Linked DNA regions of Pan troglodytes: region 1 is linked to region 2. A link is a contact called in public capture Hi-C data. All regions are on one chromosome and are shown on one strand. The core of a region is the stretch at or near the end of the contact, and the rest is flanking DNA. Distances in the headings are between cores, read along the strand shown. Region 1 overlaps LOC129136419 (a long non-coding RNA gene). Region 2 overlaps TP53I11 (tumor protein p53 inducible protein 11).

The links. Capture Hi-C pulls out chosen DNA fragments and counts their contacts.
Region 1: a contact with region 2 is called in a capture Hi-C map of stem cell-derived neural stem cells, with 6 times the contacts expected there. The contact joins two enhancer-like sites. A contact is called at or near these places in 5 of 7 Hi-C or Micro-C datasets (blood, induced pluripotent stem cells, a lymphoblastoid cell line and 1 more), 1 of 1 datasets of contacts at active chromatin or transcription factors (stem cell-derived excitatory neurons) and 1 of 1 other capture datasets (stem cell-derived neural stem cells).

Annotation. Positions count from the first base shown.
Region 1 is chr9:49,116,267-49,121,031 of NHGRI_mPanTro3-v2.0_pri, forward strand. LOC129136419 (a long non-coding RNA gene) reads right to left here. Exons shown (of 5, transcript XR_010147539.1): 5 at 3,083-4,005. Among named protein-coding and RNA genes, the nearest start is that of PRDM11, 41 kb to the right of the region's middle. Within about 2 kb of position 2,400, at least 3 of the 24 cell types and tissues checked have an H3K27ac peak or open chromatin away from gene starts, as enhancers often do. A contact at or near this core is called in stem cell-derived neural stem cells, where this site is marked.
Region 2 is chr9:48,957,838-48,962,619 of NHGRI_mPanTro3-v2.0_pri, forward strand. All of the region lies in intron 1 of TP53I11 (tumor protein p53 inducible protein 11), which reads right to left. Among named protein-coding and RNA genes, the nearest start is that of TP53I11, 4.4 kb to the right of the region's middle. Within about 2 kb of position 2,139, at least 3 of the 24 cell types and tissues checked have an H3K27ac peak or open chromatin away from gene starts, as enhancers often do. A contact at or near this core is called in stem cell-derived neural stem cells, where this site is marked.

The DNA.
Region 1 (4,765 bases), core at 1,150-3,649, 160 kb after region 2:
AGGAAAAGTTGGAGGAGGAAGAGGAGGAAGAGGAGAGGGAGATGAGGAAAGAGGAAGAGGAAATAACTTGTATAGCCTATATGGATCACCATGTGCTTTGGTAGAGACAGAAAAATCTAGGCCCTACCGTTTTGCAGCTTTGTGACTTCGAGCAGTTCACAGTTCCTCCCTGAGCCTCAGTTTCCCCATCTGTAAGACCAGGAAAAATAACCCAAACTTAAGTGTTAACCTTTGGCAGGGTATTGACCGAGAGGGAGCTTGAGGGGGCCTTTGAGGGTGTCAGAAATACTTCTGTCTTGATGGTCACACGGTTTTAAAAAGTCATTGAGTTGTACACTTAAGGTTTGTGTACTTTACTGTATATATAATATATACATTATATGTAATACTATATATAGTATATATAATATAAACATATAATATATAACATATATATTATATATAAATTATATATATATAAATTATACCTCTACAAGAAAGGAAGCAATAACACTAATCTACCTTTAACGGTGAAAACCAAGAGAAATCATGTAAGAAAGGGGCTCAGCTCAGGGCCTGGCACCAAGTCAGGATGCATTGAGGGCGATGGTTATCCCTGCTGTCACTCAGCACTTTCAAATATAGCTGTGCTTTATTTTGCAATGACCCTGTAAGTTGACTTACTTTTTATAGCTGAGGGATTGAGGCTTGGTGAAAACTTGCTCTAGATGATCTAATTCCATGCCCTAGACTTTTTCGCCTGGGCATAGCCCTCAAGCTAGGATAGGCTGAGCAGGGCCCAGGGCAACAGAGCTGTGTGGACAGGCTAGCCCTCAAGGGCCACTGCACCTGGCAAAGCACAAGACCAAAATGTTGTCCACTTGTTCCCAGGAGACCTGGCTCTTACAGGTGATGAGGCACCAGAGGGACTTCTCTCAAGAAAGCAGGCATCAGCTGGCCAGAAGGAGTAAGGGCAGAAGAAGGCAGCAGGGCAGCACAGGGCACAGGGCCGGACAGGCAGATGTGGGTCTGAATTCAGGCTCCTCTGGATGAAAGGGGGCAAGCTGCTTCTCATCCATGGGGGTTGGGTTTCTCATCTGCAAAATGGGGACGAGGACACGTGCCCTTCCTGCCGCTCAAGGTTGCTGTGATAGCTGAGTGAGATCATGGAGTGAAGACTCTGGTCCTCCTACTGACCTTACAGGATGGGCAAGAGCCTCTCCATTTTGCAGATGAGGAAACTGAGGCACAGACACTTCAGACCCCACCCAGCTATGACCCATCTCCCACCTGGGACCTCAGCCCCAAGGTGACTCATGGCAGAAACACAGCCCAGGGAAGAGGAACAAAGGTTTTGGGGGGAGGTGGCCTAAAACCTGCCCAGAAACCTCAGTGCTGCAGATGACACAGAACCACCAATACGGCTAAAGGGACTGGGTGGGGCACTTTAGAAAAGCAATAGGAATATCATCCCAGCCCTGAGGTTAATTCAGATCGGGGACCCAGAGTTGGGTTCTCGATGCCTTCTGATGTCCAAGCAGCTTCCCAGGCCTCCTCCTGCATCCTGGACAGGGGTCATGTAATTCCACCCCATTCCCATCACGGGGCCAGTGGCCCCATGTCTTAGTCTGCTTGGGCAGCTATAACAAAAATACCATAATCTAGGTGGTTTACAAAGAGCAAACATGTATTTCTTATAGTTCTGGGAGCTGGGAAGTCCAAGATCAAGGTGCCCCAGATTTGGTGTCTGGTGAAGACCCACTTTCTCATGTACAGATGGCACCTTCTTGCTGTATCTTTACAGAGTATAAGTGATGAAAGAGCTCCCTCAGACCTATTTCATAAGGGCACTAATCCCAGTCAACTGTCCTCATGGCCTAATCGCCTCTTCAATGCCCCACCTCCTACCATCACATCGGTGATTAGGTTTCAATGTGGGAATTTGAGGAGTACACATTCAGACCATAGCACCCCATGACCTACCTAAGGTCACCCAACTGGTCATAGCCACCAGGTGCTGCAAAAGCCTTGAGCTCATCTAGTGAGAACCCTCATCTATCAGAGAGGGAAAGGGCTTGTCTAAGGCTGCACAGCAGAGCTGGGACTGGAAGCCAGACCTCTGCACACCAGGCCTCGAGGGGAACCACAGGTGCTCAAGCCTTCTGAAAGCCACCTCATCACTGTGAGAGGGCCTCAGCCTCCACTGCTACAGCTGACTCTGCAGCCCCTCCCTCCAGCCGTGGTGACAGCAGAGCCATGGAAGCAGCTGGGCCTCCCAGTCCAGGCCCCTCTGGGATTGCCCTTCCCAACAGCTTGGCATGGCCCTGGCCCGCCACCTGGTGGCCACAACAACAATTGCCAGGACGTAGCCTCAGGCTCTGATCCCACCTCCCTCTCCCTGGGGGCAGCCTCTGCTACAAGGCAGTGGAGGAGCCCATGGCTCTTCCCAGAAGCCCTCTGCTCCAGTGGGCAGCATTTCTGAGACCCCTACAAAGTGCTTGGTGCTAAGCCCCAGGGCCACAGAGGCCTCTCCAGGGGTGAGGGTCACACATCTCTGAGACCATGAAGTCAGGCTGGACCGACCCTTCTAACATGATTTCCTTTGGGCAACAAAGAGTTCCTGGCACCGAGAAGGCTTTTACTTTGCAAACTCAAATGTGCAAGAAATCATTCGTTTTCACATTTGCTTTCAAATTTTCTCTCCAGTTCCTCCTCCTGGGCTCACCCACACCTGAACTTCCCCCACCTGAGAGAGCACAGATGACAGCAAGTGTCCGTGGCCCCAGAGGGAAGGAAAGGGCCTCTGGGGTCACTGCAATCCCTCTGGCCTCTAGCCCAGGCTGGCCATGTCTGTGGAGGTAGGAGGTCCCAAGCTCCTGCACTTTCAGGGGCTCAGCAGTTTACACCCGGTTGGCAGCCCCAGCTTAGGGTGCAGGCTCCCTCGCAAGCCACACAGCTGTTCTCGTTGGAGGCCCTGCCATCTCTTGGGGGGCAGGGATTGGTTTCCTGTCACCCATGGGTCCCACCACCCTCAGGGCCCTTTATAGGCTGGGGTGATTTTTGCTTTCTTTGCTGGTTCTCTCACGAGCTAGATGTTCTAGTTATACTGCTATGCTACAAACCACCCCAAAATTGAGCACATAAAACAGCCATTTTATTATAGTCATGGATTCTGTGGGTCAGAAATTTGGAAAGGGCATCATGGAGACAGTTTACCTCTGCCCATAATGCCTGAGGCGCCGGCTGGAAGATGAAGCCTGGGGTGACTTGACGGTGGTGGCAGGAACCCTCTGGTGGGCATCCTCACGTGCAGGTCTGAGGCTGACACGGGCTGCCACCTGGGACACTGACCCGTCTGCTCCACTCCACGTGGTCTGTGAGTTCTTTTTAGCACGGCAGCTGGGTTCTAAGAGTGGATGTCCCAGGAGAGCAAGGCAGAAATGCGTGGCATTTTCTAGATCTAGCCTGGGAAGTTACAGAGCATCTTCTGCCATACTCTACTGGTCAAGGCAGTCACAAAGGTCTATGCAGTCAGAGATGTGGGGTGGAGTTGGGATCAGATTGAGCACTGAGTGAAAAAGCTTCACTGCAAACAGGGATACCCCCAGAACAAAGTCCAGGCTTTGTGGGGAGGAGAAATGAAGCAGATCTGCTAAAGCCAAAAGACGGAGAACTGCTTCTGTCTGTGAGTGGGGTGGGTTGGCCAGCAATACCTGGGCTTCACAGGTCAGTATGGGGCTGGCTGAAGCCACCCATCTGGTGTTTAGGGGGCTCAGGGGCCTTCATAGAGCAAGATAAGTGCCAAGTTAGCACACCAGGGTCACCAGGCAGCCAGGACAGGTGACTATCTCGGGGTCTGATGGAAGCTCAAAGTCCAGATGCTCTGCTCAGCCCACTCCCAGGCTCCACACTGGTCTCCACCATCTGTGTGACCTGGGCTGATGACATCTTCGAACTCCACTTTCTCACTTGCAAAACGGGGCTAATTATAGTTCAATGAGTCATAGCCCATTTCAGGGGCAAGTTCTAAATCAGTAAGGCAAAAATTAGGTACACACAAAACGACCCTTGAGAACCTCTTATGCTCCCCACCAGCATGGATACACATGGTTTTGTGTATACAGTTGTGAAGAGTAAGTCTAATGAATGTCAAATGTGGACAACTGATGAAGCAGAACAGAGGGCGGATGGGGTGCAGTGGGAAAGCCAAGAGGGAGGTCTGGACTTCTGTGCCATCTGCCTTTAAGAAAATGCCCATCTCTAGTTGAGTGGGGGACAGGGCAGGGGTAGGGGTGGGGTCCCTCTAAGCCTGTCAGGTTTGCTGGGTCTGCTGACTGGCTTTTCCGTGTTGCTTTCACACCAATCCTCTATAGTGTTAAATGAACTGATAGATTTGCGTGGCATTGTACAAATTAAACTAGTTAATATACATAAAGGCTCCAGCACAGTTCCTGGCATATAATAAGTGCTCAATAAATGTGGGTTGGATTTTTTTTTTTTTTTTTTTTTTTTTTTGTGAGACAGAGTCTCGCTCTGTCACCCAGGCTGGAGTGCAGTGGTGAGAGCTCAACTCATCGCAACCTCCACCTCCAGGGTACAAGTGATTCTCATGTCTCAACCCCCAAGTAGCTGGGACTACAGGTCTACACCACCATGCCTGGCTAACTTATTTTGTGTGTGTATTTTGTATTTTTAGTAGAGACAGGGTCTCACCATGTTGACTAGGCTGGTCTCAAACTCCTGGCCTTGGCCTCCCAAAGTGCTGGGATTACAAGCGTGAGCCACT
Region 2 (4,782 bases), core at 889-3,388:
GCAAGGATTTCTTTGGGTCTTGTTCTCTGAGCCTGGGACAACTCCGGGCACAGGAGGAGTTCAACAGGCATTTGTGATTGAATGAATGAGTCGGGAGGAGCTAAGAGGCCCTCTTCAGCCAAGATCTGACTCCCTGCAGTCCCTCCCACCTCCCCATCTGCTGTGGAATCTGAGGCCAGGGAAGAGCACCTCCACATAGTTCCCAGGGGCGAGGCGGGAACAAGCAAAGCCCCCAAGACTAAACCAGCCAGGAAGAGAGGGGCTTTTTGGGGGTACAAGAGTCAGGAGAGGATGACAGACAGGGAGGTGGTAAGCATATTTGTAACGATTGGGAAAACTTGGGCTCAAATCCCTGCTCCTCTTTATTGCTCTGTGACCTCAGGAAAGTTACTTAACCTCTCTGAGCCTCTATGTCCTCATCTGTGAAACCAGACTACTACTTCTGTACAAAGCCCACAGGTTTGTGATGTGTGATGATGAAAAAGTGCAGCTGAGGAGCCTGGCCTCTGGTGTGTACTCTGTAAAGGACAGCAATTAATAACATGAATAAGGTGGCTGCCCAGGCTCTGCCCTGGCCAGATCAGATGGGACTGAGGCATCATTCCCATGCAGATCCTGGAGGACTTCCCCAACCCCCTGTCTCTTTCCCAGGAAGCCTGGTTTCTATAGAAACAGATGGACTGCCGAGCTGTCCCCAGCATGAAGACTATGCCCGTGAGGGCTGGCTTAGGAAACCTGACTGGCCGGGGGAGTGGGGAAGATGAGGGAGGGAAGAGGAAGGGGCCCAGAACATCCATCAGTGGCCAAGCCTCCCTGTGAGTCAAGGGGGAGTCACTGCTGCTGCACACCTCAGCCAAGGAGCCACTGCCTTTCCAAACAAGAGCTTCTGTGATAGGGGCAGGCAGCACACCTGTTCCTCCTCCCCTCATAAGGAAGACTGCCCCCAGGGCCGCCTACCCCGGGGCTGGGAGGAGCGGGGCAAGTACTTCAAGACCATGAATCCCCTGCTATCCCCACCACAACCCTATGAGAATGGCCATATTATCACCCCCATCTTACACATGAGAAAACGAAGGCTCATGTGACTTATTCGAGTGTCCCTTGAGGTAAGTGGCAGAGCTGGAATTCAAGCCAAGGTAACTGTTCTTTAACTGGACATCCTAAGAGAAGCTGATGTGTGTGTGCAATGTGTGCGGTGGTGGGGGTGGGGGGGTGTTTGGTGGACGTGAACTGAGCTCTAACCCATCTTCCCCATGGCAACTCCCCCGGAAAAGTCCCTGGTGGTCGCCAGCATCTGGACTCCTCTCTGGGGTCCAGCCTCCCTTGGGTTAAAGCCCTGCGACTCCAGCAGGACTTGGGGAGGGATGCAGGGAGACCCATTGTTCTGTTATCGCTTTAGTACAAAATAGCTGGAAATGGGGTCTGGGACAGGGCAACACAGAGTTGGGGGGCGGGGTGCTGGCAGTGAGAGCCAGAGCCTCAGGTCCCCGGCCAGAGAGAAGGGGAGGCAGGAGAAAGAATCTCTGCTCCCTGGAGGGCGGGACGGAATAGAAGGTCCAGAGCTTGCGTCATCCACTCCAGCTGCGGTCCCTCCCAGGGCTGCCGTCGGCCCCTGGGCAGGATGGGGTCTAGAGATCCCCTAGCCCAGAATCTATTGCCTGGGCCATCAGGCAGTGAATCCACTTGTCAATGGCTGTACTGGAGAGGCTTAGGGACTAAGGGACTTGTGTTCAGATCTTGGCTCTGCACTACTAGGCTCGTGCCTTTGGGCAGACAAACTCCTCTTTGAAGGAGCCTCCCTTCCTTCCACCGTAAATGGGGCGGTGGTCCCTGAGTCACAAGGCTGTCTGGGGGCTAGACAGCTAATCTAGAAGTCATGGGACACAAAAGAGGCTTTATGAAAGCGGCTGCACTACTGACATCCTCACAGCAGCCTCTGGGGTGTAGGTTTCATCGGAGGCCCACAGCTAAGGAGGAAGCCGAGGCGAGGCTACCCGGTGGATGGGCCTTGGCTGGCTCCAGCTGGCTTGCTATCAGGCCATCCCTCGAGAGCATCATTATTCCAAAGGCTGGGGCTGCCTTAGTCAGTCTTGTCTCTCAAGCAGATCCTGAGCCAGTGGAGGGCGATGCTGCAGCATCCGTCTTCCTCATCATCTCAGCATCACCACTGGGCTCAGTGTCCAGCCTGCTGCAAAGAGTGAGGACAGAGCGGAACTGGCCGGGAGAGGCAGGCGCAGGATGCGAGTCCCATGGCAGTGGCAACCCCCGTCTCCATGACACAGCTCTGCAGTTGAGAAAGGTTCCACGCCCCATTTCCAAGAACCTCCAGGAACATGTGCCCTGAGATCTGATAGTGGAAGGTTTGTCCTGGAGCTGGAAGGTGGCAATGTGTCCTGAATCACTGGGCTCGGAGACAGGACAGCTGAGGTCACAGGCAGATTCTGCCATCACTGGTAAGCCAGGCCCTGTCTTTGGGGCTCAGTTTCTTTGTCTAAGAAAATGAGAATGTGGTCTCTAGGGCCCCTCCCAGCCCTGCCTCACAGCGGCCACACTCCAGGTCCCTGCTGGGCCCCAGCTCAAGCTGCCTCACCCCCAAGTCCCGCCACCCCTCAGCCTGGACTGGCACACAGGTCCTATCTTCCTACTCTTTCTTTTTGAAGGGGCCCAATTTCCAGAAAGGCAGAGGGAAGCCCAACCTTTCATCAGAAACATTTCCAAAGCTTTAGGGACAAATATGAACATTCCCTACTGTGCTGAAGAGGGCGAGAGGTCAGGGCAGAGCAGGTGGCAAGAAGGAGGCATTCCTGGGCTCCTCCCCCGGGGGTCTGAAGCTGCTGCTGTAGGCAAGGGGATCAGGCCCTCTGATGGCCTCCATCACCACTCAGAAGTCACTGGGAGGTTTTTCCTGTCTCGACGGTCATTCACATGGGCAGAACATGAAGAATTCCTGTCCTTTTCCACTCTGAGAATAGGCCAGCCTGCCCCTTGGCCCAGTGACCATGTCAGGGCCCTCAAGGGCAGCTGGTGTCGTCATCAGGACAGCCTGACTTCCAGATCCTATGGGGCTAGGGGTCTGGTGAGAATGCAGCAGGCACCTCCCTCTCCGACCTGACCCCACTCTCCCCATGCCCCTCCCCCACCCCGTGGCTGTTCAGGAACTTAGAGGGGAGAAGAGGGTGGGAGAGGAAGGGAGAGGAAAGGACAGGAGCTTCCTCGAAGGGATGCTCCACATTTTGAGCCCGTTTCTTCAAAAGCAAATGGTGATTTGTCTTCTGGGTGAGTTGGGGGAGGCAGGTGGAAGGGTCCCTGCCCTTTTTGCAGGATAAGATGGGCCACAACCATAGTTCAGGACTGAGTGTCTCCCCAATCCTGGGGTGCTGGCTTAGTGGTTAAAGGACTAGCTCATGACTTAAAAGGCTTGTGCTTCATCCTGGCTCTACCACTTATGAGCTGTATGCCTTTGGGCCAGTGACTCTGCCTCCCTGGGCCTCAGTTTCCTCATCTGTTAAATGGGGTGTAATAATGACACCAACTTCTCACCAGTGAGAAGATGCACCAAAAAAATCCAGAACAGCGCCTGTTTTGTAGTTAATGTTCAATAATAATGCTGCTCATTATTTTTAGACTAGAAGACTCTACTTCCTTGCCTCAGTTGCCCCTTGACCAAATCTGCCTCAGAGCAGGTCCCCTTCTAGGGATCATGTGCCAGGTCAGAGTTGGGTGCTCAGAAGGGAGTGGTCATAGGAAGGAAGTGGGATGAGAGAGAGCAAGGGTCACTTTGGGGCAGGACGACGATGCTGCGCTGGCCCTGGGAGGGGTCCAGCCGGTGTAGCAGGATAAACAGTGAGACGCAGGGTGCCGGGGAGGTATCGTGGACCAGGAGTCAGAACATCAGGCACCCCGCCCTGCAGCTGCCTCTCCTGGCCTGTGTGTCCTGGGGTGACTGATATACCGTCTCTGAGCCTCACTTCCCTCACCTGTGAAAGGGGAGGAATTCATCCCTTCTCAGTCACTCACTCTTCCTCAGCCCCTCACTCCCCCCTAGCTGCAGGGCAGTCACATTCCAGCTTCAGGGTCTTTGCATGGGCTGTGCTCTAGCTGTCTACACAGCTCACTCCCTCATCTCCCTCAAGGCTGTAGCTCAAAAGTTACCTCCTCAGGGAGACCTCCCTGACACCCTATTTAAAATGACAACCCAGTCCCTGGCCTCAATACCCCCAACACAACTTTTCCCCTTCACGTCTCAGTACACTATATAATTTGCTTATTGTTTTTATTAGGGAATTGCCTCCCCCTGCCCCCTGCTTTTAAGCATCAGCTCCATGAGGACAAAAATTTTTATTTTGTCCACAGCTGTCTCCCCAGTGCCTGAAACTGTCCCTGGCACTTTGCTCCATAAGCCATTTTTGGTGTAATGCTCACAAACATTTTGTTCAATAAGCAAAAGTAAAGAACAGCCCCAAACTGTGTGACTATGGGGCATTCCTGTTAAATCCAGCCCCCTCCTCCCCCTTACCCCAAGAGGGGCAGGCCCTTCTTCCCACAGAGGTGGGGCTATCAAAAGAACTTGGGAGGCTGGGTGTGAGCTGGAGAAGCCACAAGGGGCCTGGAGGCAGAGCTGTGCAGAAAATAGGTCGCAGTCCTAGAACTGGCAGGTCATGACAGCTGGACATGGATGAAGGGGCTTTCGGCCTTAGCCCTTCACTCCAAATTTGGAAGCACAGAGGAAGTTGACGACATGTGACTGGGAAAGAAGCGGCCATGGCAGGGGCCTCCTGGGAT